Regions from separate parts of the Mus musculus genome. Here region 1 is linked to region 2. The links are chromatin contacts, called in public HiCAR-type maps. All regions are on one chromosome and are shown on one strand. The core of a region is the stretch at or near the end of the contact, and the rest is flanking DNA. Distances in the headings are between cores, read along the strand shown. Region 1 overlaps Sh3bp4 (SH3-domain binding protein 4). Region 2 has its middle 110 kb from the start of Platr5.

The links. HiCAR-type assays count read pairs that join an accessible place to other places.
Region 1: a contact with region 2 is called in a HiCAR-type map of kidney, with 6 times the contacts expected there. The contact joins two enhancer-like sites. A contact is called at or near these places in 1 of 15 datasets of contacts at CTCF or cohesin (the NIH/3T3 cell line), 1 of 484 Hi-C or Micro-C datasets (nephron progenitors), 1 of 115 datasets of contacts at active chromatin or transcription factors (kidney) and 1 of 9 other capture datasets (embryonic stem cells).

Annotation. Positions count from the first base shown.
Region 1 is chr1:89,150,603-89,156,724 of GRCm38.p6, reverse strand. It overlaps Sh3bp4 (SH3-domain binding protein 4), which reads right to left. Exons shown (of 6, transcript NM_133816.3): 5 at 4,337-4,525; 6 at 1,638-3,598. The coding sequence ends at 3,374. Among named protein-coding and RNA genes, the nearest start is that of Gm34331, 50 kb to the right of the region's middle. Within about 2 kb of position 3,869, at least 15 of the 459 cell types and tissues checked have an H3K27ac peak or open chromatin away from gene starts, as enhancers often do. A contact at or near this core is called in kidney, where this site is marked.
Region 2 is chr1:88,865,919-88,872,173 of GRCm38.p6, reverse strand. No RefSeq gene overlaps it. Among named protein-coding and RNA genes, the nearest start is that of Platr5, 110 kb to the right of the region's middle. Within about 2 kb of position 2,098, at least 24 of the 459 cell types and tissues checked have an H3K27ac peak or open chromatin away from gene starts, as enhancers often do. A contact at or near this core is called in kidney, where this site is marked.

The sequences.
Region 1 (6,122 bases), core at 2,620-5,119, 280 kb before region 2:
GTCAACAGCAGAATTGAAACACTGCTTTTCACTGAGTGGCTTGGAAGGAGAGAGACAGCATGCTGCATTGCATGGCATCCAAAAGCCACAATGAGTCTAAATCTGCTACCCGCGAGTCATTTGGATTAGACCTTGTAGCTGAAACCACATTAGGTTATGCTAGGAGCTAGATCTGGCTATTGGTGTCCTAATAATGAAGGAATGAACTGGTTAGGCCACCTGATACCTTCATTTTAGACTTCTGGCCTCCGCAACGGTGAGAGGATGCTGTTTTCAGGTTCATAGCTTGTTACGGCTGCTCTGGGGTAAACGCCTTGTTTCTGGCCTGGGGGGTGGGGAGAGCAGTGGTATGGCTTTGTGGCACAGCACTTGCCCAACCTAATTAAGGCTCCAGTAGTTTCCATGCTTATCGCTTGGAGAAAAATCCATTTTCCTATTAGCCCCGTGTAACATGTAAGTTATGGGGCCATATGGGATTATGTCTTCAAGTACAAAATAGGTGAAAATTCAGAAAATCATTCTAAAATGAGAACAGGTGTATCTGGACTCACAAATCAGGAGTTGATGTCAAGGACTGACTGGTTCTGCTGTTATGGAGCCTTTGAAAACACACACAGTAGGGACTACATGGCCAGGCTTAAATAAAACAACAAAAGAAAAGGAGGTCTGTCTCCCAACTCCTATCAAGGGTACATTTCCAGTATCCTGGCCTCCTCACATCAGGCCCTACCTTTTAAAGGTTCTACTCCCCACCCCCAACAGTGACCTGCCAAGGACCAAGCCTTTAACTCCAGGGGTTGTGGGGGACACTCAAGATCCAAGATGGAGTAGCCAGAATGGACATAGATGTAGAAGGTGGAGGGGCTGAGCTCACAGGGCTCTGAGCCAGTTACCACGCTCAGGCTGCTGTTCAGAGGCTTAGCTTCTCAATGCTGCCCACATTAGACAGAGTTCCCAGGACTGGCCTGTTTTCAGTCCAGCTGGGACTTTAACTACAAAATAGGTGAAAACTCATCAGATCACCCTAAAATGAGAACAGGGTTATCTGAACTAAATCAGGGGTTGCTGTCCAGGACTGATTGGTCTATCCTGGGCTATCCAATTGAAGATACCCTCAAGCAGGCTCTTGATGAGCACAGCTCCTCCCACCACTTCTAGCTGGGGTTGGTCCCGTGCCTACACTCCTTGTTCCAGTTCCCCTGACAATGGGAAGGGCACACCCACCTGGGCAAGGCCTCCATTGCTTGCTGCAATCAGCAGGCCCAGGAAATGCCAGGCACACTCAGAAACAGCTGGGTCTGAACTCCATGATGGGGGTTGGTGGTACTAGTTCCAGGTGGTAGAGACCAGGAACAAGGAGAGACTTCTGCCTCCTTTGTTTGGGGGCCCTGGGTAACACTGACTCCCCCCTGGTTGTAAAGAATGAGCAATTAACAGTAAGAGACACCCCCCCCCCCCCAATACCAACTGCCACACTGTCAGAGTGACTGACAGGAACCTAGTCACTGACTTTATGTTGGCTTTTATTTAAAGTCTGGCTGGGCACAGAAAGACAGACAGACAGACAGACAGACAGACAGACAGACAGACACACACACACACACACACACACACACACACACACACACGCTAACCAGTTGAAATGTCCAAATAAAATTTACTGCAACTTTTGTAGAATTTAATTTGTGCTACAAGTCTTGTTGCATAGGAAACTATTCAAAGCCCCTGAGGAAAAATATCCATGGTTTAAGGTGCGACTGGTTTTGTTTCTTCTTTGGGGAAAAAAGGCAAGAAAGAGATGCTCTCTGGGCAAAATGAAGGTGCAGAGTAACGGGCATTACTGTGGTGACCTGCGAGTCCTGTGACTTGGTTCCTACAGCATTAATACCTACTGTTTACTTCTAAGTCTGTTGGTCTGCGGGTTCTGATCGGAAGCAGAAGTTGGACACTGGTCATCAGCCTGTGCCTACAAAGCAGAGGGAGGCTCTGGAACTGGCCCTGTAAACAGACAGCCCAAGTCTTTCCCATTACCAGGGTCACTTAACTGCTGATCTTTCTACTTCCCGTTTCCTCCCCAAATGCCAGATACTGTGTGACCCTGGAAGTCATCATGGACCACATAACCCGCCACCTCGGTACAATCCTCTGCAAGCTCCCAACCTTCCAGAGAGCATCATTCAGGGAAAATGTTCCTCGTGCTAATATTTACACTGCTGGATAACTATGTTATCCCCTTAGGAGATGTGGGCGCACCAGGAAGGAGGTGGTTAAACGTGGAGATGAAGTGCGGAGTTTGGCAATGGCAGATGGCACCTCTACACGCCAGCATATGATGTCACCTGAAAAGTCACCAGGTGACCATGGTGGACATAAGAAGAGCCAGGGGCCACCAGGTTCTGGCTGGGTGCAAGGGTGTTCCTCCCACCTATAGCAGAGGTGGATCTGCCCTGAGGGAGCCAGCATTCAATGACCCAGAGTGGCAGGGACCACCTTGTTCTCAGGGGGCATTGTTCTTCAGAATGGTTACTGCAAATAACCAAATAGACAGGTGACAGGGACCCCTCCCCCCGGCCCCCTAACTCCAGCTGATTCCTTATTTGTTGGAAGAATCTCAATGGTACTGAGCTACCATGTGGGGACTTTGCAGCTCACTGAAGCACACAGACCAACATGTTATGTGGATGGCCACTGAGGACAGCAAGGTAGAAGGAAGGAGGGATGGGCAGCCTCAAGGCCACGTACAAGTCACCAGGCCCACGGGCTCGTCTTCCCACAGGCGACAAGTGGAAAATGTCTGCACAGAGCCAACTCCTTTCCCACTCTGCGTGTCAAAATACAAGTATGTCTGGGACTCAGAAACACCTGTGGCCTTACAATATCTACATACCCCTGGAACATAATTTGAAAAGGCCTTTAAAGAACATAAAAACCTCAATAGCATTTGCCTTTACTAAGGTGAAAAAATTTTTAAATAACCTTTACAGTCCATTAAAAAATTAGATACCACCTTTCTTACGTCCTTTCTAAGTCTTCTGTTTAAAAAAGTGATTTTAAATTTAAACGTACATTTTCAACAAATAGAAAGCAACACAATTGGCAACTGGAAGTAGAAAGCCCCTGGGACCTGCCCCTGGATAGAGGGGAGGGGAAGAAAGTCAAAAGTCCTCAGTCCCTCCTGGGCGTGGCTGGCAGGTAGGCCTCGACCTGAGCAGCCATCCCTCCCTGCACCACCCGGTGATGGCACAGCCCACTGTGGAGAGATGATGGGCCAAGTCCCAGCTCTGGTGGGTGGAGTCCCAAGCTCTGGTGGGTGGAGTCCCAGGTCTGGTGGGCAGAGTCCCAACTCCAGTGAGCAGTAGGGCAGGGATCCCACTCAGATCACAAAGTCATCATGGTCCGCGGGACTGAAGGCAGCTGCCCTCAGGATGTCCAGTGAGTTCACCAGGATCAGTGTCCCTGTGAGGTGCTTCCAGCGCCTGGTGATGGGGTTCTTCATCTTGTCCAGGCCTATGTGCAACTCCTGGATGACATCTCGGTAGCTGTCCCCAATCTGGTGGCTCCAGGTGAGTAAGAAGTCATAGGCAGGTTTCCACATGGCCTGGGTGATGCAGTGAACAGAAACATTAAAAAAAAAAAAAAAAAGAAAGAAAGAAAGAGAAAGGTCAGGATGGTGAGGTCCCTCAGTCAGTCACTCCTGTGACACTCACAGCAGCAGGTGGAGCCCTTAGTGCAACCTAGCCTACACTAGGGAAAGGGTGGGGTCCTCCTGTGTCCGAGTCATGAGATGGATCTCTCCTGCCTTACAGCACCCACTTTCACCCGTGCCGTGTATCAGAAACTGCCCATGCATAGAGAACGCACCCTCCCTCTTGGGACTTCCTGCTTCCCTGCCTCGTGAGACTGAATCAGCTTTCCAGGGTCACCTCCACAAACAGGCAGTGTCTGGGCAGGACTCCAGCACACCCAACCTTTGTTGAAGTTAGGTAACATAGCAGGAATTCAGCCAATATAGTGGGACCCCCCCCCCGGCTCTGTTAATATACTCATTGATGTTGCAGGAGGTAATTTAAAAGTAAAATTAGCAAGGGAGGACGGTGCTCTGCCCAGATTGTGGCACAGCAGCCCTGACCCCTCTATGCCAGGTTTTGAAGACAGGATCTGAACAACAGGCTGATGCCTCCCACCTAGCCAGGGTATACTTTGTATTGGGCAACCTCACTTCACCTCAGCCTACCCTGCTAGAGTGCTATGAAGCAGATTGGTTTATTATTGGACCCCAAGGGCCCTAGGGAACTGAGGGCAAAGAAAGTAACCAAGGGGCTGGAGCCCCACTCACCTCACTGTCTACTACCCCATTCCTGTCTCGGTGAGGAGACTCATAGGCATCCATCTGTTGCTTGGAGACCTTGGCTAGCTTCTCAGCCAGTTCCCTCCAGCGCTGGGCCACTTCGACAGCTGTGGTCAGGAGCACAAAGTCCTGGATGAGTCTCACCACCAGGCCCTGGCAGTCCATTTTCAGCAAAGCCTGGGAAGATGAAATGCAGCATGAGGCCAGGGTAGGCTTGGCTTCAGGGGACGGTCAACCTGTAGATGATGCTCTTTATCCTAAGAGTTCTAAGGCCCCTGCCTGGCACCACAGGTGTGCAAGAGGGTACAGATGCCTTAAGGGCTTTTGGGATTATAACATGAAAAATGTAAGACGACAGGGTGCAGGCCACCATGGCTAATGCCCTTATAAGAGCCACCCACCTATGAGCCAGGGCTGGACTGATACTCTTTCCAGAGGCAGTAGAGGGAAGGTGAGAGGTACTCCCAGTCACGGGAAGGCCTGACTCAGGCTGGCCAAGCACATCTGCTGTGCTGGTAATAGGACATACTGGCAGACACTGAGCAGCTAAGTCCAGAGCCCCTCAGAAAGAGAGAGAGAGAGACCAGAGGCAGAAGCAGGACTCAGTTTTTTGAGGTTCTCTCCATGACAATGGCACATCGAGAGCTGACCCATCCTGATGACAGGGTGAAAGGGTTAACCTTATGTCAACTACTTATGTATTTCTGAAAGTGATCATCGCTTGGATTTTGGTATCTGAAAAGAGATCATTTTTAATAAAACTAAATATGTGTTTATATTCCAGAAAAAAAAAGTATGATCATGTGTATAGCCATGTGTCTCGGAGTGGATGTGTGATGTGTCAGTGGTCAAGAGTTAGAATTAAGCTTTGTTTGAAGGGCTGTGAGTTTAGGGATAGACTGGGGCAGGAAAGGTCACCTCAGCTCTATGTGTCATCCTGGGAGAGGATGCAAATGAAGAGGGCTTGACAATAAATCACTTAATCACATCAAACAAGCCGTGGTGTCTATGCACTTGGGTGCCTGGCTCTGGAGGTGGCCTTATGTCCTAGGTGACAGAGTGCGTCAAAATCACCTGCTTCGATTCAAGTCAACTCTTGGCAGGAGCCAGTAAACCCGCTCTCTCCCCTGGGGCTCTGGGCACAGAATACAAAGGTCCTGAGAAATGTAGGCCATTGGTTAGGAGAGCACAGGGCCAGGTCCAGGGTAGCTAAGGCTCCATTTCTGGGAGTAGCCGTTAGTGACTAGGCTAGTGCTTTTGAAGTCAGCAATGAGGGCGTCTCACCTCTCCTGCACTCGACTGGGCTCTTCTCACTCCACTTTTTCTGAGCCCAGCACTGGCTCTGCCTGTTACCAGCTGCTCATACCACCCAGTGTGTTTGAGTGCATTCTCCAAACGGGTGAGCTTTGGATACACGTTAAGTACTAGCAATGGGAAGTGTGCCTCAGGATTCCAGCTCTGGGGAATCCTACCCATCCCACGGCTCACTCAAGTATACAAAGGCATGCTGGAAAATACCAAAGGAAATAAAACACAATACTCATTTCAGATAGAATTTTGCTAATATGAGCGAAGGGGCAGATTGAAATTGTGGCTTGTAGGCCACATGGTTTCTGTCCCAGCATTCCACAGGGCAGAAAGACGTTGCCTGACAGCAGCCCTTCTAGTTTTATTTCTGTTGCTGTGAGAAACATCTTAAAGCAACATGGGAGGAAGGGGTTATCTGACTTACAATTTCAGGTTATAGTTCATCACTGAGGGGCAGTCAAGGCAG
Region 2 (6,255 bases), core at 849-3,348:
GTACAGGCATGTGTGTATATATGTTTTTACATGTATATATGCTTGTACACGTGTGTGCATATGTGTGTGGAGGGTAGGGGTTGATGTCAGATGTTGTAAGCTTACAGGCAATTCCACTAGGCTCCTCCCAGGGACCTAGCAGCGACTTACTTCATCAGCTGCTGCCATTACCTGCTGCCTGCCAGGTGCAGGTGGCCTGGCACATAAAAAGACGGCTCAGCACTCCAGTCCCCTCTCTCTCTGTCCCCACATGTTCCTGGCTGGCCTCTTTTTCCCCAATCCTGTCCTTCTCTGTCCCTTCTTCTCTGCCCTTATGGCTCTGCTCCAGTCTGTCTGCCTCTACCCCTTCTTCAGGTCCTCCCATCCCTCTCTTCCCCTAAATGAACCTTCCTTATATCAGATCTGTCTCATGGTGTGATTTCTCAGGGAGACACCTTGACAAGGGCCTGCCAGTTACCCCAACCTGCTGCTGCATTATATTTCATAATGAAGAGCTCAGAGCAATCTGAGGCATTGGTCTGTCGCCCCCATCTTACTGCATGCCCTTAAGTCCTGCGTTCTTGTCAGCTGCAGTAAATCCACCTGGCCGGCATGAGCCCTGTAAAGACTAAGACCACTGCCTAAGAATAGCCTTGAGCTTGCACCAACATCCGCTATCTGCCACACCCTGGGCTGCAGAACTAACCCCCAACTTACGAATTCCTTCTTTACTCTCCCCTGAGCATCTGCTTGTGGGTTTATGCTTCAAGAGGAGGCTGCTCTCAACCTTTCAAGGTGGTTGTGTCAGCGCCTGAGACTGAGGCTACCCTGACAGGTTAGAAGCGTTTTCCTGAAATGAATAAAGTTGCTTTTGGTTTATTTCTGACTTCAGTGGTTGTCATGGTTTGAATATGCTTGGCCCAGAGAGTGGCATTATTTGGAAGTGTGGCCTTATTGGAGTAGGTGTGGTCTCCTTGGAATAGGTGTGTCTCTGTGGATATGGGCTTTAAGACCCTCATCCTAGCTGCCTGGAAGTCAGTCTTCTTCTGTTTGTCTTTGGAACATGATGTAGAATTCTCAGCTCCTCCCGCACCATGTCTGCCTGGATGCTGCCATATTCCTGCCTTGATGATACTGGACTGAACCTCTGAACCTGTAAGCCAGTCCCAATTAAGTGTTCTTTATAAGAGTTGCTTTGGTCATGGCGTCTGTTCACAGTGGTAAAACCCTAATTAAGATAGTGGTTTTTTTCCTCATTATTTGCCTGCACCATGACCCTAACAATAACAAATATCTCTCTCAGTTACTCTCCACCTTAAGTATCCAGACAAGGTCTGAAGCTACCCAGCTTGCTCTGGTTGGGACAGGGTGGTCTTCTCTGTCTTCTTCTGGGACCATAGGCTAGTTACCACAGCTGTCCAGCCAGTATCCAGTGCTGAGGATCTGAACCTCAAAGCCTTTATGCTTTGAAACAGTCCTTGAAATTTTCTACACAATACAAAAATTATTCTCGGGCTGGAGAGATGGCTTAGTGGTTAAAAGCACTGACTGCTCTTCCCGAGGTCCTGAGTTCAAATCTCCACAACCATCTGTAATGGGATCCGGTGCCCTCTTCTGGTGTGTCTGAAAACAGCTACAGTGTGCTTACATATAATAAATAAATATTTTTTAAAAAAGGAAGAAAGAGACAGGGAGAGAGAGAGAAAGAAAGGAAGAAAAAGAGAGAGAGAGAGAGAGAGAGAGAGAGAGAGAGAGAGAGAGGAAGGAAGGAAGGAAGAAAGAAAGAAAGAAAGAAAGAAAGAAAGAAAGAAAGAAAGAAAGAAAGAAAGAAAGAAAGAAAGAGAAATACCTCTTTAAAAAAAATTCTCTAGTCCTGGTGGACACAGTGAAGCAGGTACCCAAGTGTTAAAATCCTGTAAAAACAGGTTGAAACGCATCAACAAGAAGGCAGCTGTTAGACGCCCTAGATGCCCGACAGCTGTGACTTTGCATCTACTTTATGGAGCAAAACTGTTTTCTGTTTAGGAAGAGATTTACCTTGTATTTGTCTTTCTTCCTAGAAGCTAGTGGCGTGAGCTGTGGCATTTTTTCACAGTTGATTGCCTCCTGGACAAAATCCCAGAAATCCAGAGACAGTAGCCTGTGGTCAGCTGTGTGCTGTTTGAGGGCTGAGCAGTCCCACTGGATCATCTGGGGGCTGCCATTGCTTTGCATGGCTGAGCCTAAGAGCTGCTCCAGTTAGTGTGTCCCACCACTCAGAGGAGGACTATGTAGGGAGGGGGCTGGGAGGAGTGTAGCTGCTCAGGTAGTTTCTAAAGAAACATTTGCAAAGTACACAGACACACAGACACACACACACACATTGAATATGTATGTGTAGATAAGTACCATATACCCAGCTACCTCCTGTGGTGTCCCCCACCCCCCAGAAGGTTTCCAACCCATTAAAGACAATTGGATTTGCTTCTCTTGGAAATTCCCTATTGAGTTTAAGCCTCTCACTCTAAATGCAGTTATAGCTTAAAATATAAATGCCCTCTGACCCAATTCACTCCAAGGTGAAAAACAAAGGTTGATCTGGAAAGACATTCCTGGCAGAATTACTTAAGATGGAAAAATATGCAAAATTCCCAAACGCCTAGTAAGGAGGAATGAGTCACTGAATACCAATGCCTGGGCATAGGGGCAGCAAATTCAAGATTTAACATACACAAATATTCAGAATATATTCTTAAGGGACAGAAGAGCAAAGAACACAAAATAGTGCTTGCTACAATGTTGCAATTATAGGATACATAAAAATACATATACTCGCTTTCCCAGATATCTACACAAATGCATGTACACACATGGCCCGATTCTAAGCCTGTAAAACTCCATGTCTGGGCATATATGCATCCAGATTGAAACAGGATGTGGAGCACATACCAATGTTCCCACAACTGTTCCAGAGTCAGTCTCACAACAGCAAGCTAAAGAAACAACTGAAGAGTCCACTAAAAGATGGTTCATACTCAGAATGGCGGAGAGACTATGCACCCACAAAAGGATCATAATCCTGGCACTGGTAACATTAAACATAGAGAATGTCAGAAAGACAAGAAAGGACAGGTACCGCTTGTGCTCACTTGTGTGCAGAATCTAAAAGGCTTGAGTTCAGTAGAACAGAGGACAGAAAGGCAGCCACCCCAGGTATGGAAGATCTTGGTCAAAAGGTGCAGAGATTCGGTGAATTGGGAAGAATCACTGATCTGCACAGCATAGTGACTGCGGTTTAAAATGACATAATGCTTATTTCGTAGCTATGAAGACAGTAGTTTTGAAAAGTCTGATTTACAAGTCAGATAAGTATGTGAGGTCATGGATGTGCTGATGGGTTCCTTGCCCTCCTCCCCAACTGTTTCCTTGCCCCCTTTCCCTCCAATCCCCTCTTCTTCCCATCTGCATCTCCTTCCATCACTCTTTCCTCTTTGTCCTCCTCTTTCTCTTTCTGCACCCCCTTCTCCATCTCCTCCCCATTGCCTTCACCGTCTTTTTTGTCTTTGCTCCCCCATTATGTCTTATCAATAGAGCCCACGATGACAGGAGGAACGGGCTGTGTGCTGCTGTCCAGCTATAGGCCCCTGAACGACTCCCCCATATGTGTGCAGAAGCAGAAGCATTTGTGTGTGCACAATGTTTGTGCAGCACATGGCTTCTCTGTGTGAGGCACACAGAGGTAAGTGTGGGTCACACCAGTGGGTACAACTATGCCATAGCTCCTTTCTCATTTCTATGACAAAATACTCTGACAAGGGTAACTTCAACAGGGAGGGGTCATTTTGACTCATGGTTCCTGAGTGACACAGTCCATCTTGGAAGGACAACATGGCAGCAAGTAGGGAATGCAGGTGGTGGCAGGAAGAGGCAGCTGGCTGATCACGCCATATATGTGCTCCGAAAGCAGAGAGTGAAGAGGAAGTAGGGATGGATAGAAAGGTCTGAGGCCTGCCTCCAGTGAGGCCCCACCTCCTAAATGCTTCCCCAAACCTCCTCAAACACTGTCCCCAGCTGGAGATCAAGTTCAAATATTTGAGCCCATGAAGGACATCCCAAATTCACACCACAACAGACCGTCCCAGCCCTTTGCCCAGAGGATTTGCACATCAAGAATAAACAATCTTTGGTGTTGTTTTATTAGTTACTGTTGTGATAGTCAGACTTGAAAGACTCAGATGCAAAGAAGATGGCAGGGAAAGCCATGTCGAGAACAGTGTTAGTTCACCAGGCACAGTGTCCTGACAGAGCCTGGATGACGTATGGATGGGATGCAGAACAGGCGTGACTCTGAGCCAGGCACTGCTCTGCTTACCCTCAGGTCCCCCCTGTGCTGAGACCTGTGGATTTGGGGACCTGGGTGAGTTGGTTTGAGGAGGCTGCCTACTCTTTACTCCTCTGGTTCTGTGTGGGGACACGGGGCTCAGGGTATATGATGACTTGCTTATAATTGCCTAGGTCCTGGTGCTTCTCCATTCTCCTCATCTTCTTGCCTTGAACAGGCTGCCCCATTTATTTTTCACACTGAAACCTAATCACGGCCAAAGCCATTTGAGGCTAAGCAGGAAGCCATTTTCTCCCTCGGAAGTTGGATTTCTAGCAGGCTGTTCTCTCAAAATGCAGCTCAGTTTTTTTTTTTTGAAGATGGATCAAAGTTCTATTAAATCATATTTATGGAGGCAGAGCCTACAGCTCCCATCAAAACTGTGGAGACACAGATGTTATACTGTGGGAGGAGACCGTCGGAGCCAGAAGATGGCCAGACAGCTGAGAAACGACATCTCCTGGGCAAGATACAGCCATGGAAACCATAGACAGCTATGGAAGCCTGTTCTGGGTCTGCATTGGCCCATGGACAGTTCAGGGAGTGGAGGAGGGGCCTAGGCCCTATTTTTCACTGCTGAACTATTTCCTAGGAATAAACTCAAAAGATTTACTGCCTTCAGTTGTGTTCTTACTGGTGATGCCATCAGGCTCCAGAGTCAGTCCCAACCCAACAGCTGCACACATGGCTCTGATAAAGCAAATGGTAAAGCACAATAAACCTCAAAGTCTTGAATGTAGGAAAGTGACAGGTAGGGAGGAGGGAGGTGGGTAGGAGCATGGCAGTGGGGTGGTACCCAGAATGAACTGTTAACATGTATGAAATCAGCAAAGAATGAACACAAAATAATAGCTGGTAGGTTTTTCTCTGCCAGTGAAATGAACCAATTCAAGCCAGATTAAAATATGTACATGCAGGTCTATTGCCATAGGGAGGGGAAAAAGAGGGGAAGGGCAAGAGAGAAAGCCCAGGCAGGGTGAGAAAGAGGAGAGAGAAGAGAAGAGAAACAAGGAGAGCACAAAATGTCTGGATTATATTGGGATGAGCCTTTTGGGGACGGGCCCCACCGCCCCTGGGCTGGAGTGTTCAGGGATGGGGGCAGGGTATGGGATTGAGGGGTGCTGGAAAACCCTGGAGGCCTGGTCTGCTTTGGTGTGTAAAATATGCACCTCAGCCCCCTGTCCCAGGCCTGAAATGTAGCAATAACAACAGGAATAAAAAACAACTTTAGGAAAGAGAGACAAAACATAAATTCCTTTCTTCTTTCTTTCTTTTTTTCTTTCTTTCTTTCTTTCTTTCTTTCTTTCTTTCTTTCTTTCTTTCTTTCTTTCTTTCTTTCTTTCTTTCTTTCTTTCTTTCTTTCTTTGAACTATGTTTATTGGATAGAATTTAATTTAGGGACAGGCTTACCTAAGACAATCCTCTAGCCATCTGTGATATTTTATGAACTGACAGGCAATGCTCTACTTAGCAGACCTCCTTAGCTATCTCAAACAGAGGGCAGTAAAGCCAGCATCAGAGTGTGTGTGTTTAGGTGTGTACACGCACACACACGTGTTGCATGTGACCTCAGGTGTCATTCTTTAGGCCGCTCAACTATTCTGAGACAAGGATCTCTCACCAACCTGGATCTTACCAGGTAGGTCAGGTGAGCTGCCTGCAAGATCCAGGGATCCTCCTCTGTCCTCTGTCCTCTGTCCTCTGTCCTCTGTCCTCTGTCCTCTGTCCTCCAAGCATCTGCCACCACAGCAGGCTTTCTTGCATCGTTTCTGAGAATCACACTCAGGTCTTCAAGGTTGCCTGGCAAGTGCTTGGTTGACAGAGCTCTCCCCTGTCCCATCGTCCTCCATCATTGTTCCAACAGGCTGCTCAGTTACTCTTCCACCCCCCAGTCTGAGGCTGGTTAGGCTGTGCAG